Regions from separate parts of the Rattus norvegicus genome. Here region 1 is linked to region 2. A link is a contact called in public Hi-C data. All regions are on one chromosome and are shown on one strand. Each heading gives the region's core, a stretch centred on a gene start, on an enhancer-like site or on the middle of the called end of the contact. The rest is flanking DNA. Distances are from core to core; before and after follow the strand shown. Region 1 overlaps LOC134485974 (a long non-coding RNA gene). Region 2 overlaps Manba (mannosidase beta).

The links. Hi-C and Micro-C count contacts between places; a contact is called where the count stands out from the background.
Region 1: a Hi-C map of liver shows a contact between it and region 2, with 2.5 times the contacts expected there. The contact joins two enhancer-like sites. A contact is called at or near these places in 4 of 12 Hi-C or Micro-C datasets (hepatocytes, liver and mammary epithelial cells).

The regions. Positions count from the first base shown.
Region 1 is chr2:226,824,670-226,828,042 of GRCr8, forward strand. It overlaps LOC134485974 (a long non-coding RNA gene), which reads left to right. Exons shown (of 2, transcript XR_010064450.1): 2 at 2,908-3,225. Among named protein-coding and RNA genes, the nearest start is that of Nfkb1, 21 kb to the left of the region's middle. Within about 2 kb of position 1,767, at least 19 of the 93 cell types and tissues checked have an H3K27ac peak or open chromatin away from gene starts, as enhancers often do.
Region 2 is chr2:226,606,213-226,609,886 of GRCr8, forward strand. The region is part of intron 4 of Manba (mannosidase beta); the gene reads left to right. Among named protein-coding and RNA genes, the nearest start is that of Manba, 24 kb to the left of the region's middle. Within about 2 kb of position 1,594, at least 43 of the 93 cell types and tissues checked have an H3K27ac peak or open chromatin away from gene starts, as enhancers often do.

The sequences.
Region 1 (3,373 bases), core at 517-3,016, 220 kb after region 2:
AAAAGAAGGGCAGTGGGGGCTTTCACTCGACATATCGCAAAAACTCTGAGCACATCAGCACACATCAAATGTAAATGATATTTTTAAAATTAAGAAAATTTTATTCTGGGGTTGGGGATTTAGCTCAGTGGTAGAGCGCTTGCCTAGCAATCGCAAGGCCCTGGGTTCGGTCCCCAGCTCCTAACAAAAGAAAAAAAAAAGAAAAGAAAACTTTATTCTAACTGTTCACAGTTTTAACCAGTTGAAATGTGAATACTTTACTGCATAGGAGACCCCTTAATGATAACACAGAAGGTTTTACAATGAGCACCGGGGCTAGGTTGACAAGAAACATCCCATTTGCTCTGTTTATTACATTTGTAACATGTTTGTCTGAGTTAGGGTTACTGTTGCTGTCTTGAAACACCATGACCAAGCAACTTGGGGAAGCAAAGGTTTATTCCACTCACAGTTCCATACAACAGTTCATTACCAAAAGCAGCGAGAACCTGGAGGCAGGAGCTGATGCAGAAGCCACGGAAGGGTGCTGCTTACTGGCTTGCTCCTCGTGGCTTGCTCAGTTTGCTTTCTTAGGACCACCAGCCCTGGATAGAACCACCTAAAGTGTGCTGGGTCCTCCCACATCAATTTCTAATTAAGAAAATGCTCTGTAGTCTTAACCTAAAGTCAGGTTTTATGGAGGCATTCTCTTTCCTATTGAGGCTCTCTTGTCTCTGTGACTCAAGCCTGTGATAAAATTGACATACAACCAACCAGTACTATGTTGTTCCTATGACACCATGGCTAGAAAGGAACACTTTACCCCTGCCCCCTTTAGAAAATATTTATTTCACTATTTATGTGTATGAGTGTTTTGTGTGCATGTATGTACACTCACCACATGGGTGTGTGATGCCCAAGCGGGTCAGAAGAGGACATGGAATCCACTGGAACTGGAGTTTCAGATGGTTGTGGGCTGCCATGTGGCTCTCGGAGTCCAACCATAGTCTCCAATAAGAGCAACACATGCTCTTGTCTGATGAGTTAAGAGTTATTTCAGGCCCAAGACCCGCTACATTTTTGACCACTTCTCTGACAGCTTTGTCTGAGATCTCCTCCCAGGTATTTTTGGCGAGTGCCTTTAAAATATACTATTTTTTTTCTATGAGGAAAGTAAGGTAATTAAAAATAGAGCTTTCAGGGGGTGGCCGGGAAACAGTTGTGCCAGGGCAAAGATTTCTAGTTAGGGAGAATGAGTTAAGAAAGGGAAGAACTAGTTAGTAAATGTTCACACCCTGCAGATGGCAAACCTCTGACAATATGTGTGAAGCCAGTTGTTTGTGAATACATTTCCATGGTTATACCTTAGTCATCTGTACCTCAACCAGAGTCTAGGTCTTCCTTTGCGATTCTCTCTCTCTCTCTCTCTCTCTCTCTCTCTCTCTCTCTCTCTCTCTGCAAATGGCAGTGACTTCTGTATATCCCTGAAAGTTGATATCCGAAGATTTAAAAGGACATCAATAGCACCAGGGGTGTTTCACTTTCAGGAACAAAACTATATTGTTCCAGTGCCTTCTTTGCCTTCTGTTGGCTTCCCGGTGTCGGTGTCACCAGGCTTCTGGCTCTGCGGCTGACTTCTTCCTAAGAACCTTTGCTTTGATGCAGGTCTGCAAGCTGCGATGTATGCTGCCCCCTCCTGGTACTGTTTGAAGAGGCGAGCTCCGCTTAATGAAAGTGACTCACATGCTATTCGCGAATACGCTTTTCAGACATTTGCTCTCCGTTCCTGCTCCTACTCAGCCAGTTAAAGGCCAGTGGAAAGTCCAGTCTGATGAAATTTGAAACTCGCTGGTGGTTTAATAGGCAGCCAGAACACTAGCTGATGCACATGAGAGAAAAAGAGAAAGGTCTACTCTTTGATGCAGACCGTTGAGTCAAAAGCCCTGGCAGCCATAGAGCCCCCTGCTATGTCAAATCTTGGTGAAAGGTTTGCTGACTCATTACCAAGCACGTTTGCTTTAATTTTAATTAAAACGATCCAACTACATTCTCAGTAGTGTAGCTGCCCACAAACTATGCCATGCGTATGAACACCTTTAAAACCTCACTAGCTCACACAAAATAGACCAACGTCACTTTACTGGGTAAAGTTGCCAGCTGTTTTCAAAGGTCTGAACTGCAGAACTCCTAGGAAATACATCGGGGCTGGGGGGAGGAGGGGGAGGCAAGGAACATGGTTGACTTTTTTGAATTATAAATATGGGAAATTCTTAATCCACACGCCTGCTGCTCTCTGGAGAGGGAGAACGGTCCAGAATTGCCCAGAATGGTTACCACTGAGTGGTTAGTAACCCCCATAAGGCCCGGTGTACAATACACTTAAAAGTGTCAATAGAGTAGATAACATATTGCTAGCCTTCTTTAATATCTTCAGTTTACATATGAAATCGTGTTTGAGCTTAAGCATGAATACAGACGTTGCAATAAGCATACATGGACTTTGTACAAGGTATTGAGCAGAGTCCAGCTTGGAGACCAGCTTCTGCGGCCTCAGCAAGGAGTGTGTGAGGAATGTTGAAGCCCCTACTGTTGTTTAGTTAAACTGATGAGGCAGCAAACACTCCCTAAATATTTATGCTCATCCCGTAGACAAATGCCACTTTAAGCCTTAGTTGGAGTTGCTTCTCTCTGCGATGAACAGTGGTGAATACAAACTCATGGCTGCTCGAGATGCTGAGGGTAAACGGCGATTCAGTGCTTCACGCTAAACATGACGTGTATGTCCTGTCCGCTAGGGGTCAGGGAGCAGAGGAAAAGGAGGATGAAGAGCTTAAAGATAATGGAGAGGGCGTGAAGAAATGGCGTCTTCTGGCCATGACACAACCATTGCAACCACCAACTCACAGTATTTGTGTTTCCTTTCACTAGGCCTACACAAGATGGCACCTGTCACCAGTCAACTATGGGTGGGGACCAGCTCACCAGTGCCAGCTTTCTCTGCTAAACTGTTGGCTGCTGATGGATTTTGGGAGAGGGGAGGCCTATACTGCATTTGTGTACCCACTGATGGGCCGAACCAGGCTCAGACGGGCCCATTGCCACACAGACATCCGTGGTTAAGCCTAGTGAGTCACAAAAAACAGAGTGAAAAGACAGGAATATGGGAAGTGAACGTGCAGGGAGGAGGGGCGTGTTGACAGGGTAAGGTGGGAGGTAACAGCAGATGTGGGATGAGTGGAAGCAGACTGTATTAGATACATGTATGACATTCTTAAAGAATAAATTTAATAAAGCTATATAATTATAATATACATGATGTCTAATATAATAAATAATGCATATATCACAGTATATTATATTATACATGTTATTTATATACAATATGTTTATGCTT
Region 2 (3,674 bases), core at 344-2,843:
TGGGCACAATCATGCCTGGTTTTATGAGGTCCTGAGGAGAAAACCCAAGGCTCGGTGTATGTTAGGCAGAGCCCCGGGCTAACTCTTCCAACTGAGTTACAGTCCCATTTCTGTAAGTTAATTTATAACATTTATATTTATCAAAGCTGTTACCAGATGTGAAAACTTATTAGTGATTCCTGTGAGTAGCATCCTGCTGGAAAGAAATATGTTCTCAGGTGTGTGTTGTCATACACACCTCAACTCTAGCATTTGGGAGGCAGAGGAGGTAGATCTGCATGAGTTCAAGGCCAGCCTGGTCTACAGAGTGAGTTCCAGGACAGCCAGAGCTACACAGAGAAACATCCCACACCACCCCCGCTAAAACAAAAAGAAAAAGAAAAAAAATTTTTTTCTGAGATGTTCTCATATTTTACTGCTAGGATCTTAAACGGCAGAATGGGAAGGTATAACCCACAAATGATTTTTCCTTGAGGTTTATTCTCTTCTACAGTCCTTGAACATATACTACTATGTAATTATTGCATTATAATTGTATGTAACGTTTAGGTTTTGTTTGGTTGATTTTATTTTTTGTTTTGTTTTTGAGGCAGTGTCTCACTAGTAGCCCTGGCTAGCCTAGAACTCATCCTGTAGACCAGGCTGGCTTTGAACTCATAGAGATCTTCCTGCCTCTGATTCCAGAGCTCTGGAAGACATTTAGTTTTTAAGAAGAAAATGTTGCTCTTCTTCATCAAGTGTTTGGCCCTTCTATATTTTCCACATCAATGTAAATCCTCTCTTGTCTCTGCTTCCTTCTCTGCTCGGCACGATGGTCGCCTCCATCTTTTCTACTCCCCTCCTCCCATCTTGTCAGTCACCTACTCATCACCATGGCAACATGCTGAGTGGAACAGATTGGCTGGGGGCGGAGCATCTCTTTTGGTTTTCAGTTTCAAAGGAGTTCAGTCGGTGCTGTCTGGCTCTGCGCGCCTGCGGTGAGGTAGAACATCAAGGCAGAAGGGAGTGCAGGACAAAGCTGCTTTCGTCATGGCATCCTGGAAGCAGAGGGATACCGAGGGAGTGACTGAGATTGGGGGTACCCTCAAGGGCATGGCATCAGTGATCTGTTCACTCCAACAGGGCCCCACATTCTAGTTCCTGCCATTTTCTAGGCAACCTTTGTTCTTTGAATCTGGGTCCTGTCACTTCTTGCACAGCATGTTGCCCTAGTCACCCAACTGGCATTCCCACAACTCCATTGGCTTTCTTTCAACTAGTTATCCATGGTGCAGCTGGCATGGTCTCCTCGGACAAAAATAACCACAGCATCCCTTTACGTAAAACAGAAACGGACTTCCGAGTCCACACGAACTGAGGAAGTCCATACCAACTGATAGGACTAGTTATGCTTTTCAAAGTTTATCATTTTCAACAGCTTGGCACCAGCAGTAGGCTAATGCCCAAGGCTCCTAGCTCAGTCTTCGCCCCACCTCCTCCTGTTTGAAGCAGGCTGCATCCTGATGGTATTTGCACACGCATTTCCTCTGACAGAGCCCTTCCACTTCCTTTCAACGTGGAAGAAAGAGGCCCCCCTCCCTGCGCATGCGCAAGAGAAGCATCTTACTTTTTGTCCTGTGGAGGAACTCAGGGCCTTGTGTATACTTAAGCAAGCGCTCCACCACTGAGTCACATCCTCAGCTTAAAAGTTTTTTCTTCTGCTTTCTTTTCTTCGGAAAACTTGTGTAGATACTTGACCCTGCCTCCCTGCTTCTAGCTCCCTATTTCCGTTATAAAGCTCACCATGCATGTATTATTCCTCCGGTGCCCAACTTCCTTGCTCGTTTGTGAGCATCACGAGTAGGATCCATTACTGTGCTGTGTGTTGATGTATCCCAGCCTGAGTCACAGGGTGTCACTCGCACTTTCTGAGTCAGTGAAAATCCTCATTGGCTGAGGGAACCGAGTGATTTGAAGCTTGATGGGGGTGTTGAATATTTTGCTCTCTCCTTGCCTGCTGTCTTACTTAGGGTTATCATTGTTGCAGTGAAACACCACGACCAAAAGCATCTTGGGGAGGAAAGGGTTTATTTCACTCACGGTTCCATGTAACAGTTCATCATCAAAAGCAGTGAGAGCGGGAACTCAAGCAGGGCAGGAACCCGGAGGCAGGAGCTGATGCAGAGGCCGTGGAGGGGTGCTGCTTACTGGCTTGCTCAGCCCACGTTTTTGTAGAACCCAGGACCACCAGCCCAGGGATGGAACCAGCCACAATGGGCCGGGCCCTCCCACATACTCACTAATTAAGAAAATGCCCTACTTTCTTGTCTGTATAAGTTAGTCTTACTGAGGCGCCTTGTCAATTGAGGTTTCCTCCTGTCAGATGACTTAGCTTAGGTCAAGTTGCCATAAAACTAGCCAGCACACCCCACACGGCCAGCAGAAGATCCGAACCTATCTATGTGTTTACAAATGTTCTGTGAGGCTCCTTGGGATCGGTTTCATTTCAGATATGAAAATCTGACAGTTAAGCGGTGAGTTTAGACAGGCATAGGTGCCAGGGAGAACTCTAGTTGTTCGTCTTGCTTTTTCTTAATATTTATTTATTTTAATTACAATATAATTACATCATTTCCCTCCTCCTGTGTTTTCTCTCTCCAGCCCTACCCTGTTCCCCTCTTACTCCCTTTAAAATCTATGGCTCCTTTTTCCTTGATCATCGTTGTATGTGTGCATATAAAAATGCATAAACACATAGGTACAGCTTGCTGCGTCTGTTTAACTCTGCTTTTGTGTACATGATTTCAGGGCTGAGCACTCGGTGTCCTTCATCCAGTTATGATCTCTTTCCTGGGGAAGGTGAATTCTCCCTCTCTCTGCAGTCCCTCGAAGGCTGTTGTCCTTTGCTTAGGGGTGGGGACCCTGTGAAAATGTTCCCACTCACACCTATTGGTCTTTCATTGTCTAGGTCTTGTTTAGGGCGCCATATTGTCACTGTCATGGTCTCATGGATACAGGGTCCCAGCGGACTTGCCGATCTTCTAGCTCTTACAGTTTTGCCACCACCTCTTCCTTAATATCCCCCGGGCCACAGGTTTCAGAGCCATGCTGTGGGTGCCCTCATTGTGACTGGGAATCCTATGGTCAGATGATTTCTGTATTTTGACTGGTTGTCATTTTCTGAGATGGTCTCTGTCTGCTGCGAAGAGAAGCTTCTCTGGTGAGGGGTGAGAGCCACACTCTTGTTTTTCTCTGTAGTAGAAACATATTTATCTGACACAAATTTCTTCTGACACAAATACAGAGCGAAGGAAATAATACTTCAGTGAGAGCAGTTTCGCCAGATCCTCTGTACAGACAGACGCCCCCATTCCCAAGTTCAGGGTGCTTCTTTTCCCCCCTCAACTTTCCAAAGCTGAACTCACAATGTCATAGATTTTATTATCTTGGAAATATTTTTTATTCTTAAGAAGTAAAAAAAAAATTCTGCTTGATAGGATTTTTTTTTATTATTATTAAATTTCTGGTTTTCTTAAATTAAACCTTTAGATTAGCACACAAAGGCTTCATTATGGCAGCTCAGACACTGGTGGCTTTCTGGTTTGTGCTCAGTTGTCCCCTCCCCCACTGCCCTCACTGTCCCCCCAGCCTGGTCCCCAGCCCTGTTGTGGCTGGTCCCCTCCCCCAACCAGATA